2 separate regions of the Gasterosteus aculeatus genome follow, and region 2 is linked to region 1. Evidence: chromatin contacts called from public Hi-C data. All regions are on one chromosome and are shown on one strand. The core of a region is the stretch at or near the end of the contact, and the rest is flanking DNA. Distances in the headings are between cores, read along the strand shown.

Region 1 (5,606 bases), core at 188-2,687:
CCGAATAAAAGCAGCTATTAAAAATAATAAGTGGGTTACTAGGGGAGACGCTTGTAAACAAGCAGTGCTTGCTGGGTAATTGTGTGTGGGTCTGGACTCGGTGCTCTAGGGAAAACTTTATTTATTTTATTCTGTAGTTCTGGTTATATGAGTGGGGGGGGGGGGTCACTTCCTGTTTACGTCAGTGGACATTTTTTTCTATGAAAGGCCCACATGCGCTCAGGATTGTTTTATATGAAGATTGAGGAACATTATATTTGCTCAAAAAGAATACATATGAAATGGGATCCTTTTCAGCGTAGTGTGGACAGACGCTAAATGCACCCCGCCGTGTTGGTCACCTACCTTAAGCTGTGGGGTCTAGAGCTGCCGATCTGGACCCAAAACCAGTCGCAGAACCTCCTCTGAATGGATCCACACCAGAAGACGGTGACGCTGCCCTCAACCTGGAAAATGTAAAAAAAACAAAATACATTTGTATCCTAACTGTACGTTTAAACCACACACGCACACAATATAATGCACTAGTCTCAGCCCGTGGGAAGCAGATGCAAACTGGGACCCACGTTTCATGCTGCGCTTTTTATAAAGGTGTGTTTTCATGCAGAATGTGGCCCAGTCGGACCTCACGCGACACGTCACAGCAGCGGAGCGCCCGCAGCAGCGAGGCGCCTCCGGGCGCTGCCTGCACGTTGGCACGGAGCCACGTCCCTGCACCTTCGCGCTTCCTCCCGAGTGAAGTGTCCCCCGCGCCCCGCCGTACGCAGGCGGTTTAACGGGCTTGTTGTCGGCCCGTAGTTACCCACTTCAACCGCGCACTTTTCTCGAGGGGGGGGGGGGGGGGGGGAGAGAGAGAGAAGCCCTCACCTGAGCCAGGTGTGTCAACATGTAAAGAGCAATACAAAAAGAGGAGGGGGGGGCGCCGCCGAACAGGTTCAAGCTCTGTACAGTACAGTACGGCACGGCACGGCAGGCGTGGGGGTTGACATGAGGACAACGCTCACGTTACTCCCCCCCCCTCCCCCCCTCCCACGTCCCTCCCACCCCCGCGGAGAAGCCGCGGCTGTACCAAAAACGACGCACTCACCAACACGGGACTTGTGACATGAAGTGTCCTCCCGCGCCGTCAACGCGAGTCCCGAGCGCCAGAAAGCAGCCGCTTTAGCGCGTGAGCGGGGGGGCGGCGCGAGACAACTGCGTCCGAGCGAGTCCACCCGGTTGACCGTCACGAGCGGCGCGGCGGGCGCTTCTCCCGGCGTCGAGGTCGGCTCTCAGGAGCGAGGAGACGGGAGCGCCGTGTCTGCGAGGGACTCCATGGCCACGGTCTGCAAAGAGGGGAACTCTCCGCCGGGTTTATTAGCTCTCTGTGCTCGGTCTCCTCCTCCCCCCCCACCCGCCTGTACAGTTCGGGTGAATGCGGGTCAGGAGAGAGAGAGAGCGGTTCATTGGTTACCGGGCTCCGCGACGCCCTCTACCGGCTTGCGTTGGGTACTGCGGCCATAATCCAGGGAGCCTGGAGAGTTAATGGGGAATGTCTCCCCTTAAGCAGTAGTTCCCCCACAGGACAGGACTGTATTTAAATTCAGTGTATCTGATTCTTTACCACACACACCTCTACATTTCAGAGAGAAAAAGTAAGGCGTTAACTTAACGTTTCGGCTGATTGACAGCTGGAGATATCAGTTGATTCTTGATAATTCAATTCATTTTATTTTGTATAGCCCAAAGTACAAATTTTTCTCAGAGGGCTTTACAGTCTGTACACATACAACATCCTCCTGACCCGAAACACACACATCGGCACAGGAAAAACTCCCCAAAAAACCCTTCCAAGAGGGAAAAAAGGGAAACCTTAGAGGAGGGATCCCACTCCCGGGATGGACAGACTACAATGGATGCCATGTGTACAGAATGAACAATGTATAATACATGCAATTCCTATGACAGAAATGATTCAAGTAACTGTGAGTAGCAAGCCAGGCACACAGCAGGACCACTGCAGGGGCCACCACCATCAGATAGAACCACCATCATAGAACCACCAGAACCACCATCAGATAGAACCACATCATAGAACCACCAGAACCACCATCAGATAGAACCACATCATAGAACCACCAGAACCACCATCAGATAGAACCACCATCAGATAGAACCACCAGCAGATAGAACCACCATCATAGAACCACCAGAACCACCATCAGATAGAACCACCATCAGATAGAACCACCATCATAGAACCACCATCAGATAGAACCACCATCCACAGAAGCTTGTGGGGAGGGAAAGCAAAGGACTTTAGGAGAGGGTAATGTTGGTTTATGATTACAGTAATATGATTAAGATTTATAATAATAATGATGATGATGGCAGCAGCAGGCGTCAGCAGGGCCACGGCAGGTGTCAGGGTCCAGTAGGAACTACGATCTTCGGAGACCTACTCGGGGAGAAAGCATAAAAAACTCCCGGAAAGAAGCTGAATTAGTCATGTGCATTAATGAAACGTGAATTATGGTAGAACGAGAGCGTGAGAGAGGAGCTCGGTGTGTCCTAAGTCCCCGGCAGTCTAAGCCTTGTATCACCAGCCCTTAGTTAAGCTGCTATATTTAATTGTTAATTGTTGTTAATTGCTTTATTAATCAAATATATGCATCGTTATAGATTCATTTAACAGATTGATAGATAGATAGACGCATTTTCAAAGACAATTTGCTTTGAAAATGCGTTGTTTGCTCTGTAGCGCCCCCCAGAGGGGAGGAGCTTAAACAGGTGCTGCCCTGGAAGTGAAGCGTTTGCACGTGGAGGGCACCAATGATTATATTATGCACAATAGACTCGACTGTATCTATATCTATATTTAGGAATATATATATGCACTTTTTACTGTGTAACCATCTATGTTTTACCTAGTAAGGATGAAACTTTGTTGTATTACTTGTTATGCAATTGGGTACTTTTATCTTTACTACTATTTCTTCTTAACCTGATTGTGTTGTGTATGTAAAACCTGAGCATGTAAGTCACCAGTGATTATAGATGTCAGATAGATAACTTTTTTTTTAAACTGTACTAAGGTGAATGCTCCTACGTTACTTTTTCGAAAACTGAAAATAAACTATATATATATATCCATCAACAAACAAATTAAAGACACCAGGCGAGCAGCTGTTTCTTTTTCCTGTGCATCTGTGCCTTTTATTGCAATAATACATCTGTATGTTGATATATATTCACACACTCTCTCTCTCACACACACACACACACACACACTCATATATATCATCAATGGTCGGAACAAAACAAGAACTTTAGACTGTAAGCACCAAACACATGACATGAGAAAGAAATCCACAAATAAACCAGCGACTGTCTAAAACCTAGAATCAAATGTATAAACACACACGTGCACGTTCAAAAGCACGTTCTGCCACCGCAAACTCACGCACGCACCGGACCTCCTGCAGAGTGGACGCATGCAGCGTTTGGTTCCCCCACACACATGCACACCAGCGGAAACAAGCTCGGGTTCCCACCAAGAACGCCCGAGATAAGTACTAAAGGGTTTTTGTATGTTTTGTATTTAGCCGAAGTGCAGAGTATTTCTGTTTACATCTTTAACACTGAGGATGTTGTTAACAACACACCGAACTGAACTGCACACAACACTGACAGACGGGCCAACATTCCAACATTTACCTTCACTATTACAGTAACCGTGTAAAGCCAACATCTCTTGAAGAATAAGGAAGAAGAAACGTTGTGATATATTGTTTAAATCGTTTTGTCTATATATACTATGTACAGAACATGAACGAGTTACACACTGCAGAGTCGAGGGGCTCACATTTACACATGGATCAGCTCTTTTTTTTTACAGCCACTACGTATTCACTAAAAGCCTCTCATAGATTTAATCTTAAATATTCAAATGCCTCTGGGATTAATGTCCGTTGTACTCAGTTTTTGTGCTCGTGTGTTGTGAGGATATGCGTCGTACTATATTTAGCATTACGGGCAATATGCAACGAATACTACAAATACTACAGCTGAAAACATACATGGCTTTTTTTTGTTATTATTTTTCCGCACGATGCACAAAACAGCACTTTTTTCTTTTCTTACAATCATCTATTCCAGTTTCGTTACAGATAACAGATTTTAAACAGTAGGACTTTCATTGGTTTGCTGCGTATGTCGTTGAGTAAAGTTGATTGGTGGTGATGCAGAGGTATTGCCTACGGAAACATGCTGAGACGAGGAGGACTCGTGTGTCCCCCCTCTCTGACCGGGTGTGTATTTAAATAGATGGAGAGACGGGCGGTTGGACGGAGGAGAGGACGGCCTCTCGTCCTCCTCATCCTGTCCCACGGACGGCTCGTTGGTGGAGAGATGTTTGCTTGTCTACTCGTAGAAGGTGCGGTCACTAGAAAGAGGAAAAAGCAGAAGACGGTTGGTTCAGTGTCCTGTGGGTCGTGTTGCATCCTCCCGCCCCAAGTAGAGTCCCTGTACCAGAGCACCGCTCTTTATCAACCCGCAACCAAGTCCAGTGTACTTACGCAACACCAGCACAACGCGGGGGGGTGTCCTGTGCAAATTAAAATACCACGAGCAGGATTTAACTCGCTATAAAACAAGAAGAGAGCCAGAATGTAACAGAGTCTCTCGTTGATCTTTGGAGATTAATGCACTCCTCATTCTGTGTACGCAGGGCGGCCATTATGCTCCCATGCGGCTCGGGTTGCAACGTAAGAGATTCCTGTGATTAAAAATTTAACAGGACAACTCAGACGGCTGTGTGATTACAGAAACATCGCATATAACACTGTATTAATCGGTAAGTTACCATGTTGGTATATTTTATTATACACTTCAGAGATGTTACATCCATGATTAAGATGATCCAGAGATTACACATTTATTATAATTATAATTAATATAGTGATGACGACAAATTTGTAAGTACAATAACTAGGAGATGACACAAAGCTCGTGATTACCTTAATTCAGAGATATGGCGACACAGTTACACCTGGTAGTTATTGGATTTAAATATTTAGTAACAACTAATCTCGAGATCATAACGTTTGCTGTGGTTTGTGTCATTCATTTTAATTGAGTGCTGCATTAATCTCTATTTAGCAAACACTTAATGGGCTTATAGACTTCGGAAGAGCTGATCCAAGCGACTCTTGAAAACTTTACTGTTGCAGAAAAAAATTAAAACAATTTAGAAGCTAAAATATGCAACAACATGCTTAACACTCAAAGGAATCACTCTGAAACGAATGAGTGGAGCTTTTCATGCTTATTTCAGTGGATTTATGATGAAGGGGGGGGACATGACATGACATTTTCAGTGTCCACAAATTCAACAAATATAATGAATGATGTCAGCTGAAACAAGGGTACAAATTTCCATGTAGGAATCTATTTTGCTAATGATAGAAACGTGGGGCGAAGAGGTAGTTAAATACAAGAAAGCCCATTTAGTGTAAAAACACACTAGCAAGGCATCAAAACAACTGGTTATCAGTGGTTTTGAGTCTGAATTGACCAGTAGCTGTCATGGCTAACGTTAGCTAACGTTAGCTAAAGTTACATTGATA
Region 2 (5,236 bases), core at 2,045-4,544, 35 kb before region 1:
AAAATAGATCGATAATTCAATAACTTATATTTGTTTTTATGCGATGACAAAAGAGGGCCCTTATCTGGGCCTGGCTGACATGAGCGTGAACTGATGTCCTTATCAGTCCAATCTGGTCGGCTGAAACCATTGGCCCTTACAGGGAAGGTTTTTATTAATAATGTTGTGCAAGTTGCCCTTATTAACTGCACCATGGCTCTATGCGTGCAGGCTTTGGAGTGGATTATCCTGCTGACAAAGTGGACCCTTGCCAGGGAATTAAAACATTATTCATTCCGAGTGCAGTGGTTCCCAAGCTGTTACTGTCTGGGCCCCCTTTGAAGATACAGGGACATTGTAAGACCCCCAAACCGCCCCCCACTCCCCTGCATTATAACATATAAACTAATTACATATCCCTTTACTTTTTATTACATTTTGTGAGTTACACTGTCTTTTTTGCTGTCTTCTGATGCTGCAGGGTCGCCCTCGCTCTGAGGGGGTGATTCCAACACGCCGCATGTCGGTTTCGCTTTAGTCTTTTTTTTTAAACGTTATGGTTGTTGATGAATACATGAACCCCCTGTTGGCGCAGGGCGACAACCAGTTTGGAAAACCACTGGTTTAGTGTATGTGTGTCCAAAAAATCCTTCAAACATGTGTAACTATTACTAATTAAGTAATATAGCGAACAAAAAAAACTACCATCTTCACGTACACATGAGACAACAACTGCATGACAGTAAACATCCACATGCGAGGAGCAGAGAGTAACAGATGAGGGCGCCAGAGTTCCCACAACACCGGTGGTCTCGGGTACAAGTGACCTGAGCTGACCTGGTTTCCTCCGCGGAGCCCAATGCTCGATGCTCAATTAGCAAAACCACTGGATTAAAAAGTGACAAACCGTTACTAATGAAAAGAGGCCGATTCCCTGAGGCGTGATTTAATAAAACAAAGCGAAAATGCACACAAGAATGTGTATGTTTAATTACGCACCTACTCAGTGTTTCCCGCAGCACTGTGAGGCTGCGGTGGGCAAACCTCAGATGCTTTGGGGGGGTATCAGGGTCATGCTCGGTTTAAATTAAAGGAATCAAGCTGGATCACTTGAGAAATTTCCCTTTTATATAACTTTCTGCTTCCAGTCCTCTTCGGCTCAGAGGAAAGTAGTAGAAGTACTTTTAACGTCAGTATATTTGACTATATTATTATATATATTTGAATATAGCCAAATTATAATGTGAGGAATGCTTATTGGCGATGCATACCACAACGTTATGAAAAGTTTTTGCTTATTCTGTAGAGGTTTATTCTGGATTCAGAACACTTTTAATCCGGTGACATTTTGATGTTAATAAAGTCCATTGAGAATTCTGCTGGGTTGAATTCCTCGACAATGGAGGAAAATAAATATTTACAATCCTTCCCATCTGAGAAGGTGTCATTTTACCTTTAGAAAGTTATTTACAGAACAGAATAGCTGATGATTAAGTTCTCGTTGATCTCTTCCTCTAATCAGCTCCAGTTCACTGTGTGTGATGATGTCAACGACCAGCCAGTCAATGTCCATCCTTCCGTCTGTTGTCTTTATGACTCACTGATCATGAAGAAATGCAGAGCACAGCCTACTAAGCCCCACGTGACGTCCTCCAATCGCTTGGTTTGCGCGACCATGAGCCAACAATAACACATTTAGTTCAACCTTCAAACCCCAGACGCTGGAACCCGAGAACATTTGGTGCCGTTGCTAAATAAATGACAATGAATTAATTGTTTGGGAAAAGTGTATCCAATTCATTATATCTTTCTCTATACCAGGGATGTCTCTGGGTAACCATCACCTGATCATGTGATCATTTCTCATGAAAGAATTCAGTCAGCGATTCCAAGATGTTTCTGTCCTTTAGAAGGAAACCACACTGTTTTCACTGGATGCAGAAGAAGTGGAGGAGAGTCTGCAGTTAGAACTGATTGAAAAGAATCAGCATCAGCTTTCGGCCACGTTTCCGCTGATGAGACGCCGCGCAAAACGAGTGATGAGCAGACCGAGAAGAAGAATGAGCGACAGCAACTACGTGACGTCCGTCGCATCTCAACCTCCCGACGTCCTCCTGACCTGCCAGCTGACCAAAGAGCCGCATCACGCTGAGCGCAACATTCTCACCACTACAGGGGAGTTAAAATATACAGTGTTCCTTTGTCAATAAGCCCAATTACCTGATAAATTCAGTCAATTAAAGTTGTTTTAACAATCCCAATAATTTCAGTAATAAACTTGAAATATCCACATCCCGTATTTCTCTTCTTGTCTCTGCCTTCATGCAGGACAATGGAGGGGGATCAGCGGCCTAAGAACCAATGTGAGGCTCTTTTGCCAATATTCGTGGATTAGAAGTGAGGCAGTATAGCTCACGGGGGAAAAGTTTGGACACCCCTGCTCTATACTAACCAATTTCTACATTTCTAACTCGTCTGTTTTGTGATTTTTCTATGAAACCTGTTGATATAAGAATTTCTGCAACTATTTTTTGATGCTTTCATAATACAGCTGCGCTCCACTTCTCCAGATGTGACAGTAGATGGCATCAGCGTGTGTGACATGATGTCACGCCGCCTCATGCGCACACACACACACACACACACACACACATACACAAAACAAACGCTATTTCACAGCCAAGACTAGTTTGCCACCTGAGACGGTTACTGTCAATGAGAGTGCTTTTTGGCGGTTAGATTCTAGCTGCGCTGATCTCAGATCAGGTGGGGGATCCAGGGAAAGGCGTATGTGTGCGTCCGTGAGTGCATCGCAAACAGGAACTCAAACTACTCAAACATTGACGCAAAGTGGGTGCTGTCTGGGGTTGAGACTAATCCCAGGATGTAGACATCAGCGTGTTGGTCTCATGACAGGCGGAGTTTCAATGCAAGTACAAAAACCCTTCTCCATTATTAATGTGCTGCCCGTTTAGATGGAACGAGGCCCGCCGGTCCGAGCACACGCAGCCTCGGCTAAGGTGACTTGGCTGTCTGTAGGAGTGATTGTGAGCTGCTTGTTTGTCCCGTGTGTCAGCGCCGCCATACTCTCTCCCGTGCGGTTTGTTTTTCAACTGTCTGTAGAAAGCATAACACGTAGGGAGGTAGGCGGTGCTGACATGTTCGATTCAAGCCCACCAGGTTGAGGCCGCGGGGTCAGTGACGACATGCAGATCAATGGAATGTGCAGTAAGTGCAGACGGATCAGGATGTGCTCTCTGCTGTGCACACACTGTCCCAGTCTGTCTGGTAACAGGACAATTTCAGAGATCGTACAGGGTGTTACGAAACGTCCACACCTTAGCGCGTGTGCGCACACACACACACACACACACACACACCCACACCTACTTACTGTCTATTTAACCATCAAACATACACACACACACTGTCTATTCAAGTGACTGTCAGTGACTGTCTATTTAACCATCAAACACACACACAAACAGTGTTTGCAGGAATGTTATTAGGCCAACATATTTACCCCAACAGTGAAAGGTGTGCGCGGCTGCACACGCATGCACACAAACAAACACACACACACACGCACGCACACAAACCCGGGCTTCTAGTCTTTCTCAGAATAGGGAGGCCTTGGATGGCTTCCAAGCTGATGAGATGGAGAGAGGGAGCAGCACGGCATGATCAAAGATCTGGTTCCCTCCCCCTGCAGTTCTTTCTCAGTCTCCTTCCCCCCCTCCTCCCTCCCCCTTCCTCGCACTACATCACTCACATGCTGCCCGTATTCGCAGTGGCAGATCAGCAAGTGAAAAAAAGATAAGACCCCATGACGTGCTTGGTTCTGTAATGAACTTGATATTAAAAAAAGTAGAGAAAGGATACAGAGGCGGTGCTTGTGGTCACGGGACTAACAACCTTCCTGTTTACCTACACGCTATCTGGCCATGAACTCATCACCCAAAATCAGTTCGATGTTCGTAGCGTGGTTTAAAGGTGACATATGTCCGTTTACCGCAAGTTGACATGCTCCTTTGTGGTCTGAATGTCTTAAAACACTATTTGATCAAAACACCACAAGGATCCGTATCTGCGGCACCCGGCCTGCAGCAGCTGTGCTCAAAACGAATGAGCCAGCTAACCCCTCCCCCCTCGCTCTAACCCCTCCCCCTCCACACTCCTGGGGGTTTGAGCTTGAGCTTGAGTTTCATCATGAAATGTAAAAAAAAAAAAAAAAATTTAATATCGCTGTATTTGCCTATGTTCCTGATCGGCTACAGGGGAAATACGCACACACAGCGGACAGAGAGCACGCGTCAGGAACGCGGCGCCCCCTATAAACCTGGGGAAACACTGTAATCCATTTCATTGTCGTGCCTTCTATCAGTGTCATATGACGTTGGCAAACCCTAGATATGCGAAATGGGTCATTTTCATTTATTTACTTTTAAATCATTACAGGAATCATTAAAAAGGGCAGATTTGGGGGGTTGTTTGACATGCTGGGCAGCCATTTAAAGGCCGAACAAAGTTCTATTTTCATAATATGTCTCCTTTCAAAAAGTGCAGTGTCCACTGTGAGAAAATATCAACTCTATAAAAGAGCCAAAGAGAAGTCTACCCCCCCTTGAAGTGAAGAACACGGGTCCACACGCTGCAGCTATCTGATGGTGGGGGCCGGCGTGGTGACAGCTTACATCTGGATGTTTACAGTTCACAGGGTGCGTGTTTAACAGGAGCGTGCTCGGATTATACACAACAGTGCACTGTACACAGTGCATGCTGCTTTATATCAGGAGCTCGGTTCTGACGGCTCGGGGGGGGCTTGCAGGTGGAACTCGGTGGGCGAAGCCAAAGCAAACCGATTAGGACCTCACGGGCTAAGATGATTGTATCCGCGCAAATGAGCTAACGATTGCGATCATTGAACCAGCCTCGGGTCACAGGGTGCACTGACCCGTAGTAAACGTTGGGCCCCGCGGTCGACTCCAGCAACGCAGATTCACACCGGTTCAGATCATGTCGAAGCGGAAGGCCGAGCGCCGGCGGAGTAAACGGAGGCCTCACTTCACCCACAGCTTCACACGTACAGGAGGCGGCTCACCGAGCGCCTCAGGCGGCCTGTGTGAGCTTGTGCGCAGAAACACGCACGGGGTTCAGTCAGTCATGTGACAGCTGACTGCTGTCACATGACTTCTGATGCTGAACTGCACGTTCGTTAGTTGCACTGACTGAGAACGTTGTCAGTAGCTTCAGTTAA

What was found. Hi-C and Micro-C count contacts between places; a contact is called where the count stands out from the background.
Region 2: a contact with region 1 is called in a Hi-C map of liver, with 3 times the contacts expected there. The contact joins the enhancer-like site here to the promoter of LOC120827498 in region 1. A contact is called at or near these places in 5 of 6 Hi-C or Micro-C datasets (liver, skeletal muscle, tail fin and 1 more).

What each region holds. Positions count from the first base shown.
Region 1 is chr11:4,795,903-4,801,508 of fGasAcu3.hap1.1, reverse strand. It overlaps LOC120827498 (thyroid hormone receptor alpha), which reads right to left and starts at 1,437. Exons shown (of 12, transcript XM_040190427.2): 1 at 1,088-1,437; 2 at 346-446. It overlaps LOC120827465 (vesicle-fusing ATPase), which reads right to left. Exons shown (of 20, transcript XM_078084546.1): 20 at 3,169-4,423. The coding sequence ends at 4,402.
Region 2 is chr11:4,832,774-4,838,009 of fGasAcu3.hap1.1, reverse strand. All of the region lies in intron 4 of LOC120827498 (thyroid hormone receptor alpha), which reads right to left. Among protein-coding and RNA genes, the nearest start is that of LOC120827499, 34 kb to the left of the region's middle. Within about 2 kb of position 3,294, at least 5 of the 9 cell types and tissues checked have open chromatin away from gene starts, as enhancers often do. A contact at or near this core is called in liver, where this site is marked.